Linked DNA regions of Mus musculus: region 2 is linked to region 1. A link is a contact called in public promoter capture Hi-C data. All regions are on one chromosome and are shown on one strand. Each heading gives the region's core, a stretch centred on a gene start, on an enhancer-like site or on the middle of the called end of the contact. The rest is flanking DNA. Distances are from core to core; before and after follow the strand shown.

Evidence for each region. Capture Hi-C pulls out chosen DNA fragments and counts their contacts.
Region 2: a contact with region 1 is called in a promoter capture Hi-C map of adipose tissue. The contact joins the promoter of G6pc3 here to the promoter of 4930417O22Rik in region 1. A contact is called at or near these places in 1 of 115 datasets of contacts at active chromatin or transcription factors (pancreatic cancer cells) and 1 of 9 other capture datasets (adipose tissue).

The regions. Positions count from the first base shown.
Region 1 is chr11:101,948,034-101,955,206 of GRCm38.p6, forward strand. It overlaps 4930417O22Rik (RIKEN cDNA 4930417O22 gene), which reads left to right and starts at 4,388. Exons shown (of 4, transcript NR_045806.1): 1 at 4,388-4,446.
Region 2 is chr11:102,187,014-102,194,186 of GRCm38.p6, forward strand. It overlaps G6pc3 (glucose 6 phosphatase, catalytic, 3), which reads left to right and starts at 2,686. Exons shown (of 6, transcript NM_175935.3): 1 at 2,686-3,130; 2 at 5,022-5,128; 3 at 5,460-5,550; 4 at 5,736-5,854; 5 at 6,072-6,213; 6 at 6,430-7,068. The coding sequence starts at 2,913. The coding sequence ends at 6,793.

The sequences.
Region 1 (7,173 bases), core at 3,138-5,637:
CGAGACAGGGTTTCTCTGTGTAGCCCTCACTGTCCTGGAACTCACTCTGTAGACCGGGCTGGGCTTAAACTCAGAAATCCGCCTGCCTCTGCCTCTCAAGTGCTGGGATTAAAGGTGTGCACCACCACTGCCAGGCTAGAATAGTTTTTAAAAAAAATCACGAAAACGGTTACTGACAAAAAATTTTAAGTATGACCATAATAATTTGAATAATTTTTTTAAGCACAAGTTTATTGTGAGAAGAGAGGTATTTTTTGGTGGTATGTCATCTTATAGGAAATCTAAGTTCAGATTTTCTACTATCAACTAGACTGCTATCATCCACCTGTGAAAGCTGTGTTCAGCTCACAGCCTTTAAAGGGCCAGCCTTGGTGAGCCGCCACACTTGCTAAGCAGCCCTAATGCCTAGCAACCCCTGAAGTTTACATGCAGCCAGGCCAGTGCTAAGCAATTGCCTTTACTCACAACATAGTTTTTCTTTGAGCAAATGACTTCTATTCCTCATAGTTCTGATAGAGCCACAGGCTGTGGGGTCCTGGGTTCCCACCTACCTCATGGCCTCATATCCCCAGGAAGCTGAATGTGGAAAAAGCCATCAATTAGAGAGAGAGGGTCTGTTTGAGCATTCGGACAAAGAGACCCAAGTAATTTTCTGCCGCCAGGCTCACACTCCATGTCTGGGTCCTGTGGCTCAGCCATATCTACTGATGACCCTTGAATCCCTCGAAAATGTACCTGAAGTGGGCTGCAGAGATTAAAGAGTGGCATGCTCTCACTGTAAGGTAAAAGCATTGCTGCTCTCCAGCCTGCCAGCCTGGAAGAGTGGCCACCCATCCTGCTTCAATACATTCACACATCCTAATGTGTTCCGGAGACTGTAGTCCTCACTGGGTCTGCTTGGGGTGTGGGATTGGAAAGTTATATCCTGCATCCCAAAGAACAAAGAACACCTCTTAACAATGTCAAAAGAACACGTGACATTTGGCCTGTTACTTGCAAACTGCAAGAACTACGGGGTGTGGGGAGGGCTCACTGTCCCCATCCCTGGAGCCTCCCAACTCCTTATCACCCACAAGCTCCTCACTGCTGTCAAAAAAGCGGGCTGAGAGACCCCACTTCTTACTCTGATCCATGTAAACGTTAGATAGCAGGCAGTCCTGAGTACTCAGTACTTCATTCTGTAGTATTCTGGGAACTTCAAAAATGAATGGCAGGGCTGTGGAGACGGCCGCTTACTACGCATGCGGGTCCGAATTTGATCCTCTGCACCAACAGGAAAAACTAGGCACAGTGGCTCACAGCTGTGATCTCAGTGCTGGGCAGGAGGGCTTCAGGCTCAGTTAGAGCCCCTGCTTCAAAATGAAGCAAAAGTAAAGTGGAAAGCAATGGGAGAAAATACCCAGTGTCAACCTCTGTCCTCCACGCGCATGCGCACACGTACGTAAGCGCAACCACACGCATGAACATGTGTCCACACACCTCCAGAGGGTGTGGTGACTCAGGACTTTCCGTGCTTGAGGGAAGTATTATCTTAGTTGTCTTACAGAGGTGGCTTAGGGACTGTGGCAGACAACTTGAGTAAAGAAAGCAACAAGTCCAGAGCAAGGGGAAGAGTGTAAGTAAGAACAGGCCAGGGAGCCAGGATGAGCTAATCGAGCTAGGGACTGGACTTGTTCGGGCCCAGGAACTGGACTTGATCGGGCCCAGGAACTGGACTTGATCGGGCCCGAGTCAGGGATCAGGAGCCCAGGCCCCAGGGGATAAAGATTGTACCAGGTAGCTCAGAAGACAGCAGCTAATCCCTAATGGACATGTGTGTGGCCCGAAATTTCAACCACTGGATCACCATTAAGAATGGGGGTTAGGGCCGGGCGTGGTGGCACACACCTTTAATCCCAGGATTTCTGAGTTCGAGGCCAGCCTGGTCTACAAAGTGAGTTCCAGGACAGCCAGGACTACACAGAGAAACCCTGTCTCAAAAAAACAAAACAAAAAAGAATGGGGGTTAGGAAGATGCCATGATGTGAAAAATGGTTGTGTCGCTTTTCAGATACATGAAACAGATGCATACATACTTGTCCTGTGGGTGGGTCCACGGCTCTGTTTTTAGATAAATCAACAGCACTTGCTTTTACGCAAGCACAGGCTGCTGGGGTGCTGGCCAACCCCGGGCGGGCATAATCCTTATTCCTAAAATAGTTCCAGCTCAGGAGATAGCTGAGCATCCTATCTGGCAGCCCTGCATCCTGGACAGGAGCCTAGGGCTTGCCACACTCTCACCTGATGGTCCAGAAGAGGTGGCATGCCCAGTAGGCTACTCTTCCTCTTTTGGATGTGTAGAATCACAGAGCTTGAGCTGGTGCCAGACAGGGGGTGGGGGGCAGATGTGGAAGCTGGCAAGCCCAGAGCTATGGGAGCCAGTGTGATGGCCCCTGTTTTAGTTCCAACTCATCAACCATTGTTGAAAAGCATCCTTGAGGCTGCCTGTCTCCACACCACAAATCCCCACCTCCCTAAACAATGGTACCCGAGGTGACTCCAAGACATCACCTCTCATGTGGCTCCCACTGCAGCACCTTGGGCGCCCACCTGGAGCCCCTCAGCGGAGGGCTGCTACAGTCACGCTTTAAGCCCCTCCATGGGTCTGATCCTGTATTCCTCCACTTAGCAATCTCTGGTACCTCATCAGGGCTGCCAGTGTTCCTTAGGAGGCGAGGCATTTGTCTTGGACCCTCTCTGGATGCTTCTGTCCAGACCATTGGCAGGACTCCACACTCCGACTCCATACTTGTGCCGTGACCTTCTATCTGGGTCCATTCTTCACCTTTTAAGGACTGGGGAATTTTTTTTTAAATACATAATCTGGATTTTAGAGTCTCCAACAAAAGCAATACCATGTATAAGGGTGTATAAATAGAATTACTTTTGACAGTAACTATTGCTAATAAGTGGCATAAAGTCATCTTTATATCTTATATAGGCATAAGTCATCTTTCTGCCTATATGAGGCAGATTTGTCCTTTGTATAAGAATTAGAAAAGTTTTGTAAAAGCAGAAAACACACACACACACCACCACCACCACCACCACCACCACCACCACCACCACCAGCACCACCAGCACCACCAGCACCACTGCCACCCAGACACAGCTCAGTCAGGGCCAGCTGATGTGGTAGGGCTGCCTCAGAACCCAGCTGGAGTGTGATTTTAAATTCAGCTTCCTGGACTCAGCTTCGGAACTGCCTGTCAGAATCCGGGGAGCAAAGCAAAGGCCTGGAAATGTGAATTCATCCCAGCTCCCCTGCTGACTCTGAGGTACCCCAAACTGCTAATTTCATTGGCTTCCTTGTAATCGTTTGACCAAGACATTAGAGGTCAGGAGAAGGGAGAAAGAAGGTGGTAGATTCAGGAGGGAAATGGAGAGAATGAAGGAGATTTCTAGGACATAGAAGCCAGACTGGGCCTGTGCTGGTTGGAGAACCAGAGGCTAGGCTGAAGGTTTGCAGGGCTGGGTAGCATGGAGGAGCTGTGGTGAAGCCAGGGTCCAGGGTACAGCACCAGAGAGGTTGGACTACTTAGCTGGCCGGATGAACAGAAGCAGGGGTGGGTGGGTGAATAAACTGGTCCCACGGTGACTTTGTAGTGTGTGTCTTTATCTCCCTAGAGAGAAAGAAAAGGGCAGGGGAAGAAATTTAGAGGGAGTTTATGAATGACGGAGATTTAAAGAAAAGCCTTTGCTGGAAAAGGCATGCAAAGTACAGAGGAGTCAAGATGAAGAAATAGAAGAAGTTGAAGCCTTAGTGGGGGTGACAAGAGCGTAGCCAGGAGACTAAGGAGAGGGAATGTTGGTGTATGTATGTATGTGTGTATGTATTTATTTTTTTATGTATGTATTTGTGGAGGGTGTTCAGGTGTGTGCATGTGTTTGCCTGTGTGTGGATGTATGTGCATGTGTGTATTTGTGTGTGTGGAGACAAGAGGTTGACCTTTGATGTTCCATCTTGTTTCTTGAGACAGGGTCTCTCACTGATTACTAATTAGGCTGGGCTGTCTGGCCAGGAGCTTTAAGATCTCTGCTCCCTGCCTTCCAGGTGCTGGAAATACATCCATGTGCTGGGAATTGAACTCCAGTTCTCACGATTTTGCAGCAAGCATATTACCAACCAAGCCATCCCGCAGGACTCAGTGAGCTCATATTTAAATGACACCTTGGTGGCCATGGTAACAGTGGTAGCGGAGTGACCAATGGCCCACCTGCCAAGACTACGGTGCTGCTTTCTAGGAACTAAAAGGGCAAGGTGGATGAGGGCGGAAACCGGATGGATGAGGACTAGTGGGCAGAGACAGCGGATAAGGGACCAGGTGGAAGCTAACTAAACCGGAAGTGGAATCTTTTCCTGAAGGGAGGGCTAGATGACTCCCTGAAGAGCCTTCCCTATCCCAGGTATGGATGACATTTTAAAGAGTCACCCGGCGCACACCATCATCAAAAGTTGGCAACTTCGTTTTACCTCCGGGTCTCCTTTCCGAAAGGAAAAGGCACCGGGGCTGGCAGAGAGCATGTAACTTAGACCGCCATCCCTGGTTTCGTGCCGGCACACGGTCCAGCCACATTTTTAGAAAAACGTTCCCTTTTAAATTTGACTTGTCTTACTTAGCCAGATTGACAGGGCGGGGGTGGATAAGTCCCTATGAATAGTGAGCACACGTGAATGAGGAGACTCATTATCTTAAATTGAGACTGGTTTCTAAGAAAAAGAGAAAGGGGAAAAAGTCACTGGGCCGACAGCTTCCCCCCTTCCCCCAGCCCGTAGAGGACCAGGGCTTTGCCACCCTCCTCCCTGTGAGTACACAGACTCCACTGGGCCCCAGCAAGAGGAAGGAAACAGACAGAGGGAGGAAATCAAGAGATTAGAGAAGTTGACAGACGGAAATAGCGACTCAGGAGCCGCGCTGTCCCGGCCTCGTTCCCCAGGGAGCCTTTTGTACCACGGAATCTAGTTGCCTGAATGAAAAATGATATCATTTATTTCTTTTGTCCAGGTTGCACTGTTTTCTGCAGACACAGAAATAACCTAACACCGCAACACCCGACTGTTGGCCAAGTGATAGAGTTATCTGTCATCTTGGCCCTCAATAATGTCCTGAATAAACAACCACAGGCTTGGTGTTCTAGGGAGGGGCCCTGCTCCCCCATCCCCGTGATGACTCTGCAAAGAGGCTTGAATGAGCAGCTGGCCGAAGCCAGTGCTGCTAGCTTGAGAAGGAGGGTGACTTTGTAGATCACCAGCAACACGTGCATTCAGTCCACAAACACTTGCAAACTCTGACTCTGGCCAAACTTAGTGCAAAAGGCTTGCAACTACAGATGTGCAGAGATGGCTGTGTGTTGGCCAGAAGTCAATATCAGATATCCTCCCGGGTCACTCACCATATTGTCTTTTCAGACAGAGTTTCTCACAGAACCTGGAATTCAAACTCCAGGGCTCCACCTGTCTCTGCCCCTGAGGCCCAGTACTAGGAGTTACAGATGTGTGTCAACGGGCCTTGTTGTTACATAAATACTGGCAACCTAAAAGCTTGGCTTGAAGTTTATCTTTTAGATAATAGGGCACTGTGGTTTGAACAGGGAAGGGAAGTGGTTTTGTATTAGAACTGCCTTGGTTCATTTTCGGTGGTTAACTACCTGAGGCTAGTTAATTTATTTAGAGGTGTGCTTTTTTTGCTCACGACTCTGGAAGCCTAAGAAGATTTGTATGACTTCTGGTGAGGACCTTCATGCTGGATAACATCATGGTGGAGGTCATTACGCCGCCAGCATGTGCAATAACCAAGCCACTTTCTTAATAGCTCATTAATCCATTCATGAAGATTCTGTTTCCGGGATGCAATTGTCTCTTTCCAGATGGCACAATGGAGATGGGGTTTCAGCATAAGCTCTATCAGGGGCATCATTCCTTGGGGTCATGAAGAAACCCTACCTTATGTAGTGTTTAAAACTATCTTTACTTATTGGGGTTACACATAAGCCACAGCACATGTGTGGGAAGTTTGAGGACAACTTACGGGAATCTCTTCTCTCTCTCCACCATGTGGATTCCAAGACCAAACTTAAGTTGTCAGATTTTGTGGCAAGCACCTTTACCCCTAGAGCCATCTCAGTAGCCCTCCACCCTTTGTTCTCTCAGGAGACAAATGCAGATATCTTTCTTATAAATTGCAAGGGTGAGAACATAGAAAGAATCGAAATATCCACTCATGGCAAATGACTGGGCAGTGACATCTTCGTAAAATGGGACAGTGTCCAGTAGTTTTAAATGATCTGGCATGAGGCTAGAGAGATGGATCAACAGATAAGAGCATTTGGTGCTCTTGCAGAGGACTAGGTCTTGTCTATGGAGGTCAGAAGAGGCTGTTGGATCCCCTGGAAGCAGAGATACAGTTGAAAGCCATCATGTGGGTGCTGGGAATCAAAGCAAGATCTGAAGCAAGGGCAGCCAGAACTCTTAACTGCTGAGCCAGCTCCCTAGATCAGTTAATATATATATATATATGTTTTTTACTTTTTCCTTGATAATTGTATTTGATCATTCCCACCCTGATTCCTCTCCTCCAGATAAAAAAATACTGCCAGGCAAGAAGGGGCCTGTGGGAGAGACTCAGGCAGCCTCTCAACTTCCCCTAGGCTTGTCTGGATGCAGGAGATCTTATGGCAGAAGGCAGATCTTATGGAATCTCTGAGAGGCATGCATACAGGAAACGCACTAGTTTCTTGGGCTGAGAGGCAAGGTCCCAGCCCCCTGCTCAGTGTTCCTGGAAGGTGTGGAACTCTCTCTTGTACAGGCTGGCCCTTCTGACCTGCTGTGATTTCTAGATCTCTACCTTGTTCAGTTTCCAGTACGCCAGTACCAATCTTGGAACCTGCCCACCAAAAGGCAGAAGTGATGTTTTAAAGTATCTAGGAAAGTCTTTTAGCAAAGCATAGTCTAATAAGAATGGTGTACATGCATGCTTTTGTGAGTGCATGACTCTGTGTGTGTGTGTGTGTTTGTGTGTGTGTACTTAAGTTTCATGAGCCAAGTAGAAGTGAATAGTGAATGTTCCCTAAGAGGGTTTGCAGTAGCTTTGGTGACTCGAGGATGCTCACTGATAAGGATGTTCAGTTTAGGGA
Region 2 (7,173 bases), core at 1,436-3,935, 240 kb after region 1:
ACTTAACACCTTCTAATTAAAATAGAGTGAGTTTTGTTTTGTTTTGTTTTGTGTTTTGGAGACAGAGTTTCTCTGTGTAACCTCAGCTGTCCTGAAACTGGCTCTGTAGACCAGGCTGGCTTTGAACTCACAGGGATCCATCTGCCTCTGCTTCCCAAGTGCAGGGATCAAAGTCCTGTGTCACCACAACCCAGCTAAAATAGAATGCTCTTAATAATAAATATCACAATAAAATTTTCATGAGTAGGCTCTCTGTTTCAAAGTGTCTGATTTGACACATCACTTATTGGATCCTCATTACATAAAATAAGAATTACTTGAACATAAATACTACAACACCAAAGGAGCTGATCTAATTATTGACTGTCTAGTTAGGGGCTGGAGAGATGGCTCAGCGGTTAAGAGCACTGACTGCTCTTCCAGAGGGCCTGAGTTCAAGTCCCAACAACCACATGGTGGCTTACAACCATGGGATCTGATGCCCTCTTCTGGTGTGTCTAAAGACAGCTACAGTGTAATAAATAAATGTATTTTTTAAACTATCAAATCAAGCCAGCAGTGGAGGCAGAAGCAGAGTGATCTCTGTGAGCCCGAGGCCAGTCTGGTCAACAAAGTGAGTTCCAGGACAGCAAGGACTGTTACACAGAGAAACTCTGTCTCAAAAAACAACTAACTAAAGCCGGGCGTGGTAGCCCATGCCTTTAATCCCAGCACTCGGGAGGCAGAGGCAGGCGGATTTCTGAGTCCGAGACCAGCCTGGTCTACAAACTTGAGTTCCAGGACAGCCAGGGCTACACAGAGAAACCGTCTCTCAAAAAAGAAAAAGAAAAAAAACTAACTAATTAAATAAATAAGTAAATAAAAGTCTAATTGACTAATGGATTAAATAGCAAATGCAGCACGGGTTTTAGACAAAGGGATGATCCTAGATCCAGATCTCATGACATTACTCAGAACTACACACATTTAAACTTTTTAAAAAAAGTTTATTAAGTTTATTTATTTAATTTCTATACGTATCTTGCATGCATGGATGTATGTGGGCCACGTGTGTGCTTGGTGCCTGTGAAGGTCAAAAGATGGTATCAAACAATTTTAAATCAGGATGCTGATATAGATTGGTAAAGTTGTGAAGGTAAAGACTGGAGCCAGAGCAGATCTCAGAGTCCTTAAGAAGTAGGTATTGTGGCAGGGTGTGCTGTTACATACCTTTGATTCCAGCACGAGGGAGGGAGACGCTGGCAGATCTTTTGAGTTCAAGGCCAGCCTAGTCTACAAAGTAAGTCCAGGACAACCAGGACTCTGTTATACAGAAGAAACCCTGTCTCAAAAAACCTAAAACAAACAAACAAACAAATCTAAACAACACAATAAATAGGTAAATAGTGGATAGTCCATACCTATAATCTCAGCAATCCTAAGGTATTGGGAGTTTGAGGCCAGCCTGGGCCAGATCTACCTCAAAAATAAATAAACTAGAGCTTAATCCCAGCAGAGGGAGAGGGGCAGGTGGATCTCTGAACTTAATTAAGTCCCGCCTGGTCTCCATAGTGACAGGACAGCCAGGGATATGTCTAAACAAACAAACAAACAAAAAACATCTGTGTGAAATTTTGGCTTCTTGAAGCAATTAAAAAACACTTTCTTTATTTCATATCTTCATTTTCAACCACCCTTCAGACTTCAAGAACAAAGTTGCTTGAGACACTAAGAAATCCAAGGGTGTGGTCTCATGCCCTTGGGAGTCTCAGCACTTGGGAGACAGAGGCAGGCTGATCTCTGGATATGAGAGCTAGGCCTGGTCTATAAAGTGAGTTCCAAGATTGCCAGAGGTACACATAGAAACCATGTCTTGAAAAACAAAACAAAACTAACCAAACAAAAAGCCGGGCATGGGGCATGGTAGTGCATGCTTTTAGCCTTAAATTCCAGCACTCCGGAGGCAAAGGCAGGAGGATCTCTTGAGTTTAAGAGCAATCCCTGTCTAGAAACACTCCCCACTCCCACCTCGCCACGGACGTGCAAAGAAAGGAGGGAAAAAGAAATCAAAGAAGTATATCAACAGGCTCCTTCCTTTGCTCTAAGCAGATCTCCCCTAGGACTGTGTCCCTCCTAATAATGCAAAAACTGTAGGCGTGTGCCCTTCCTCTTTTCATGGAAATACTATCTCTTTCTTGATTTAGCTGCCCAATAAGAATTTTAAATGGCAGGAGGGTGGTAGGGGTGAGAGCAAGGCAAGTTTCTCGCACATAACATACACACACATGTTAAGCTCTGGATTCTTGAAGGAAGACGTGGATGAAATAGAATGGGAGAATCCTGAGCTAGAGACAGGTAGATGTCAACTAAGACTGTGTGCAACTGGAGGTCGGGCTTTGACTCCCTTCTCTCCAAATGGTCCAGATTTGAGAAAAATGGGTAGTGATGTTGGAAAACAGAGATCAGATCCAGAAGAAACCCTCGCCCTGGAGATTAGACATCGACTTCGCAGCAGCAGAACAAGGAACCGGGACACAGAGCTGGTTCCCAGGTTCATCGGTCCCCTGACCCGGAACAGCAGCGGGTTTCTGCACTACGCTGGCAGCCCACGTGCTAGCAACAGCGGCCACGTGGGGCCTTGAGGAAACGCCTTCGCAAAGGTTTGTCCCCTCCGCTGTCCAGTAGAGAGGAAGGCCGAGGAAGAAAGCCGGAGGAAACAGTACCAGCTACGGCTCCAACTCGCGCGTGTCAGGGACTGCGGGGGCGGGGCGGGGCGGGGGTGGGGCTTGGTTTAGACCCCCGGCGGGTAGGGCGGGGCCGGGGGCTAGAAAGGGTGGGCTCTAGAGGGCCAGCAGGTAGCCGCTTCATTTCTGCTAAGGTTCCTCGACTTGCACCCTACAACGGGCTCCAGGCTAGAGGACTCCTGATTCACCATGGAGTCCACGCTGAGCGCGGGCATCATAATGGCTGAAGCACTACAGAACCGGCTTCCCGGGCTAGAGAATATGTGGCTCTGGGTCACCTTTCTGGGCGATCCTAAGAATCTTTTTCAGTTCTGCTTCCCCGCGGCCTACTACGCCTCCCGCCGCCTGGGCATCTCCGTGCTCTGGATCACCTTCATTGCTGAGTGGCTCAACCTTGTCTTCAAGTGGTGAGACAGAGAGAAGCCTTCGGGCATCCTGGTCCCCTTATCCCTTTGGGGCCCTGATCTCCCTCAAGTAGTTACCTCAAAGGCAAACACTTTTCTACCTATTCTTATCCCCTTAGGCCCTAGTCTTCACCTCAGATCTCACAGTTCACCCATCCTCAACTATCCGGATCAGAGAAACGACTTAAGGGGCGTGTTCAACTGCAAATACAGTCTCCGCCTCAGACCTACTGATTTCGTAACTCCAAATTTAGTTGTAGTTGGAAATCTGCGTTTTAGCAGTTATTACTAGAAATGTAGGTAGCCGAAAATCTTCTTTCTTAGCTGAACATCTTATTCATCTATCCATTTGTTTGACATTAAACTAGGCACCAGTTTCATTAAGATGTGGTCCCTGGTTTAAGCTCAAAAGCAGAGTCAATGCTTGAAGACTTACTAGAAATACAGACTCTAAAGCTCCAGGCCAGATCTGCACTTTAACAAGCCCCCCACCCCCACCCCCGATTATAATGTGCCCAATGAAATTTAGAAGCCACTCAATGCCAGTCACTAAAGGGAATCCTTACCCTACCTGCAAGGAACACTTTTCTTCTCTCCCCAGTACTTAGTCTAGCTTTCTCATTCTAAGAAGCCAGTGGCCCCACACTGCTGGGCCTCCTGCAGCCCTTGGGGTTTATCTGGGCCACCGTGTTTGTTTGCTTGTTTGTTTTTCTGTCTTTTCGGAGTACAGAAGGGAGTTACTCAACACTGCTGTTGCCCAGGCTCCCCAGCCTTGAAGGAGGAAGCAAGGATCATAAAGAGACATAGAATAAGCTAACATGACAAGCTGGAAAGCAGACAATTTGTCCCTCTCCCTCCCGCCCTTCTCCACAAGGGCTTGTAAAGCTAAAAGCGGTTGTCTAATCATTTCCTCCTGGCCTAACTGCCCCTATCTTACCTCCCTCAGAGCCTGTGCTTAACATCCAGGTAACAAAGCCTCTAATTGTTCTCCTCCTCCTTCATTGAAAGTCTCTCCATCCAACCGAGAATGGTGGTCCTCCTGCCTGTCTCCCCAGTGCCAGGATGACAAGTGTACTCCAGCATCCCTGACCCCATCCATATTCATTTAATAGCTCTGTGGTCAGCACTGGCTTCCTGCTCTCCCGTCTTGTCTCTTTCTGGCCACAGCGGCCTCCTCTACGTGGGGTTGTCCAGAGGCTAGCCAAGCACCTGCTAGGCCAGGGGTGTTGGATTTTTTTTTTCCCCTTAGTTTTTCTCAGGCTTCTCTGTACATTCCCTCAATACCCCACCCCACCCCCAGTTTCACACTCAAGGCTCCCCCTCTATAATTCAGGCTGGAAGCAGGAAACTGAGAGCGGGAACAGGGATAGGCAAAGAAATCAGGGAACCAGGGCCTGAGAAGAGCCAGTTGGGCAGTGGGAGGGATAAGAGTAGGACCCTTGTCTCAAAATACATGTATACTCCTACACAGTGTGTCTGTCTGTCTGTCTGTCTGTCTGTCTGTCTCTTTCTCCCTCTCTCCAACCTCAGGCCTCCATATCACTTTTTTTTTTTTTTTTTTTTTTAGTTTTATGAGACAGGGTTTCTCTGTTTCTCTATGTAGCCCTGGCTGTTCTGGAACTCACTCTGTAGAAGACCAAGTTGGTCTCGAACTCAGAAATGTGCCTGCCTCTGCCTCCCAAGTGCTGGGATTAAAGGCGTGGGCCACCACTGCCGGGCTCCATATCACTTTAAAAGGAAAAAAATGTGTGCTTCATTGCGTTCCAGAGATTTAAAAAAAAAAATCACGGTAAAGTAATAGCTAGAATCAGAGTGCCCGTCTGAGGCCACCAAGCAGGCCCTCTAGATCCCATCAAAGTGTGTGTTGTATGGTCTTGTATCTTGTCTCTTCCAGGTTTCTGTTTGGAGACAGGCCCTTTTGGTGGGTGCATGAATCCGGGTACTCCACCCAGACTCCAATCCAGATTCACCAGTTCCCTTCTTCTTGTGAGACTGGTCCAGGTGGGAAAAGTTCCAGCTTCCTCCCATCCCTGGTGCGGTTAGGGTCCCGGTAAACATTTGCATATACTCCAGCTAGGGTGGTCCAAACAGGCCCAGCCTCTCAGTTCCTGGTCCAGCAAACAAATTCTGGGGAGATCAGGTTGAGTGACGTGGCTCATGTCAACTGTTCACCTCATAAAGCCAGAGACATGGCATCGGGCAAGAGGGAATGATGAGCCAGTACTAGGGAAAGCTGCCTTTACATCTGAGTGGGGATGTCTTGAGGGGTCACCATGGGCTTCTGGGTTTCCACTCATGTTTTTTCACCATGAACTTCTGGATCTCCCGGCAGGCAGCCCCTCCGGCCACTGCATGATCACAGGCGCAGCTCTTTGGCCTGTAATGACGGCCATTTCTTCTCAGGTGGCTTCTCGGTCCCGCAGGTATGACCTTAGTATGGCCCACTAGTAGGAGCATTCTAGATTCCGCAATCTCCACAGCATGTTAGTTTGGAAGCTGGAGTTGTGGTGACCTGGGGGTGTTGGCTCAAACTTTTGAGGATTTGGATGCTGAGGAAAGTCAAGCCGTGTTGGACATCCCTTGAGCCACTCGTCTCTCTTCTTTCCAGCCCCTGGGTGAGGGTGATTCCTGGCCTGGCTTATTGTACCTTCCTATTGGCAGTCGGCCTATCTCGGGTCTTCCTCTTAGCACATTTCCCTCACCAAGTGTTGGGCGGCCTTATTGTTGGTAAGCAACTGGGGCAAAAGGGTGGCCCAAGAGGGTGTCTTTGGCAATGGGAGGACCAGTCTAGGAACTTCTCAGCAGTCCCAGCGTCTGTAGAGCCAACCTTAAGGTCCCCACTTCTGTCTTAGTTTGTTCTCCTGCTGAGATGAATTGCAGGCGAGGGGGTGGGTCATTTCCCCAAACATCTTGAAACTGATTTTTTTTTGTCCCGTTCCCTTAGGTGCTGCCCTTGGCTGGCTAATGAGCCCCCGGGTACCCATGGAGCGGGAGCTTAGCTTTTATGGGTTGACTGCTCTGGCCCTCATGCTGGGTGCCAGCCTCATGTATTGGACTCTCTTTACACTGGGCCTAGATCTTTCCTGGTAAGTCCTACTTTAGAGTCTGGGCAGCCAGGTCCTGTCCTGTTTCACTTGTACCTAGGTAGTGGATTTCAGTTGACTATAGAAGCATGCATTAACTGTTTCTAGACAAGAGATATGGGGTCATAACACATGGGCGCAGCCCCCTTGTGAGATGGCTACAAGCCAGTGGCTCTCTGGATCCCAGGCTCTCCTGGCAAAGACTCATCTTCCCCACAGGTCCATCAACCTGGCTTCCAAGTGGTGTGAACGGCCCGAGTGGGTGCACATGGACAGTCGGCCTTTTGCCTCACTGAGCCGTGACTCAGGATCTGCCCTGGGTCTGGGCATTGCCCTCCACACTCCCTGCTATGCCCAGATACGGCGGGCGCACCTAGGGAATGGCCAGAAAATAGCTTGCTTTGTGCTGGCCATGGGGCTGCTGGTCTTCCTGGAATGGCTGGGCTACCCACCTCAGATCAGCCTCTTCTACATCTTCAACTTCCTCAAGTATACCCTCTGGCCGTGCCTGGTCTTGGCCCTTGTGCCCTGGGTGGTGCACACATTGAGTGACCAGGAAGCACCGCCCATTCGCTCCTCTTGATGTGTTTTGCCTCCCTTGCCCCAAAGACAACACTCCTCGACCAACCACCACACTCTAAGAGACAGCCCTTTTCCTGGGCTCCGGAGCAGGCCCGCTCACCTTGAACTTCATTTCTGTCTCATGCTTTGCAGTCTTAGCTCCCTTTTAAAGAAGGACCTCTGTTTCCAGGAGGCTAAGCCATCCCCCAGGTCCCCACAAAGCAAAAGCAACAGGAGGCCTGGTGGGGAGGGGGAGCTGCTCAGGAAGACCCCAATAAAGCCCTTGGAACTTGTGAATTCTTTTCTTGTCTGTGCTCTCATCTCTACCGACCTCTATAAGTACCAACAGAGCCTCCACCCCATTCCTGACTCTACAAAGACAAAAGTAAAAGGGGGTTGGAA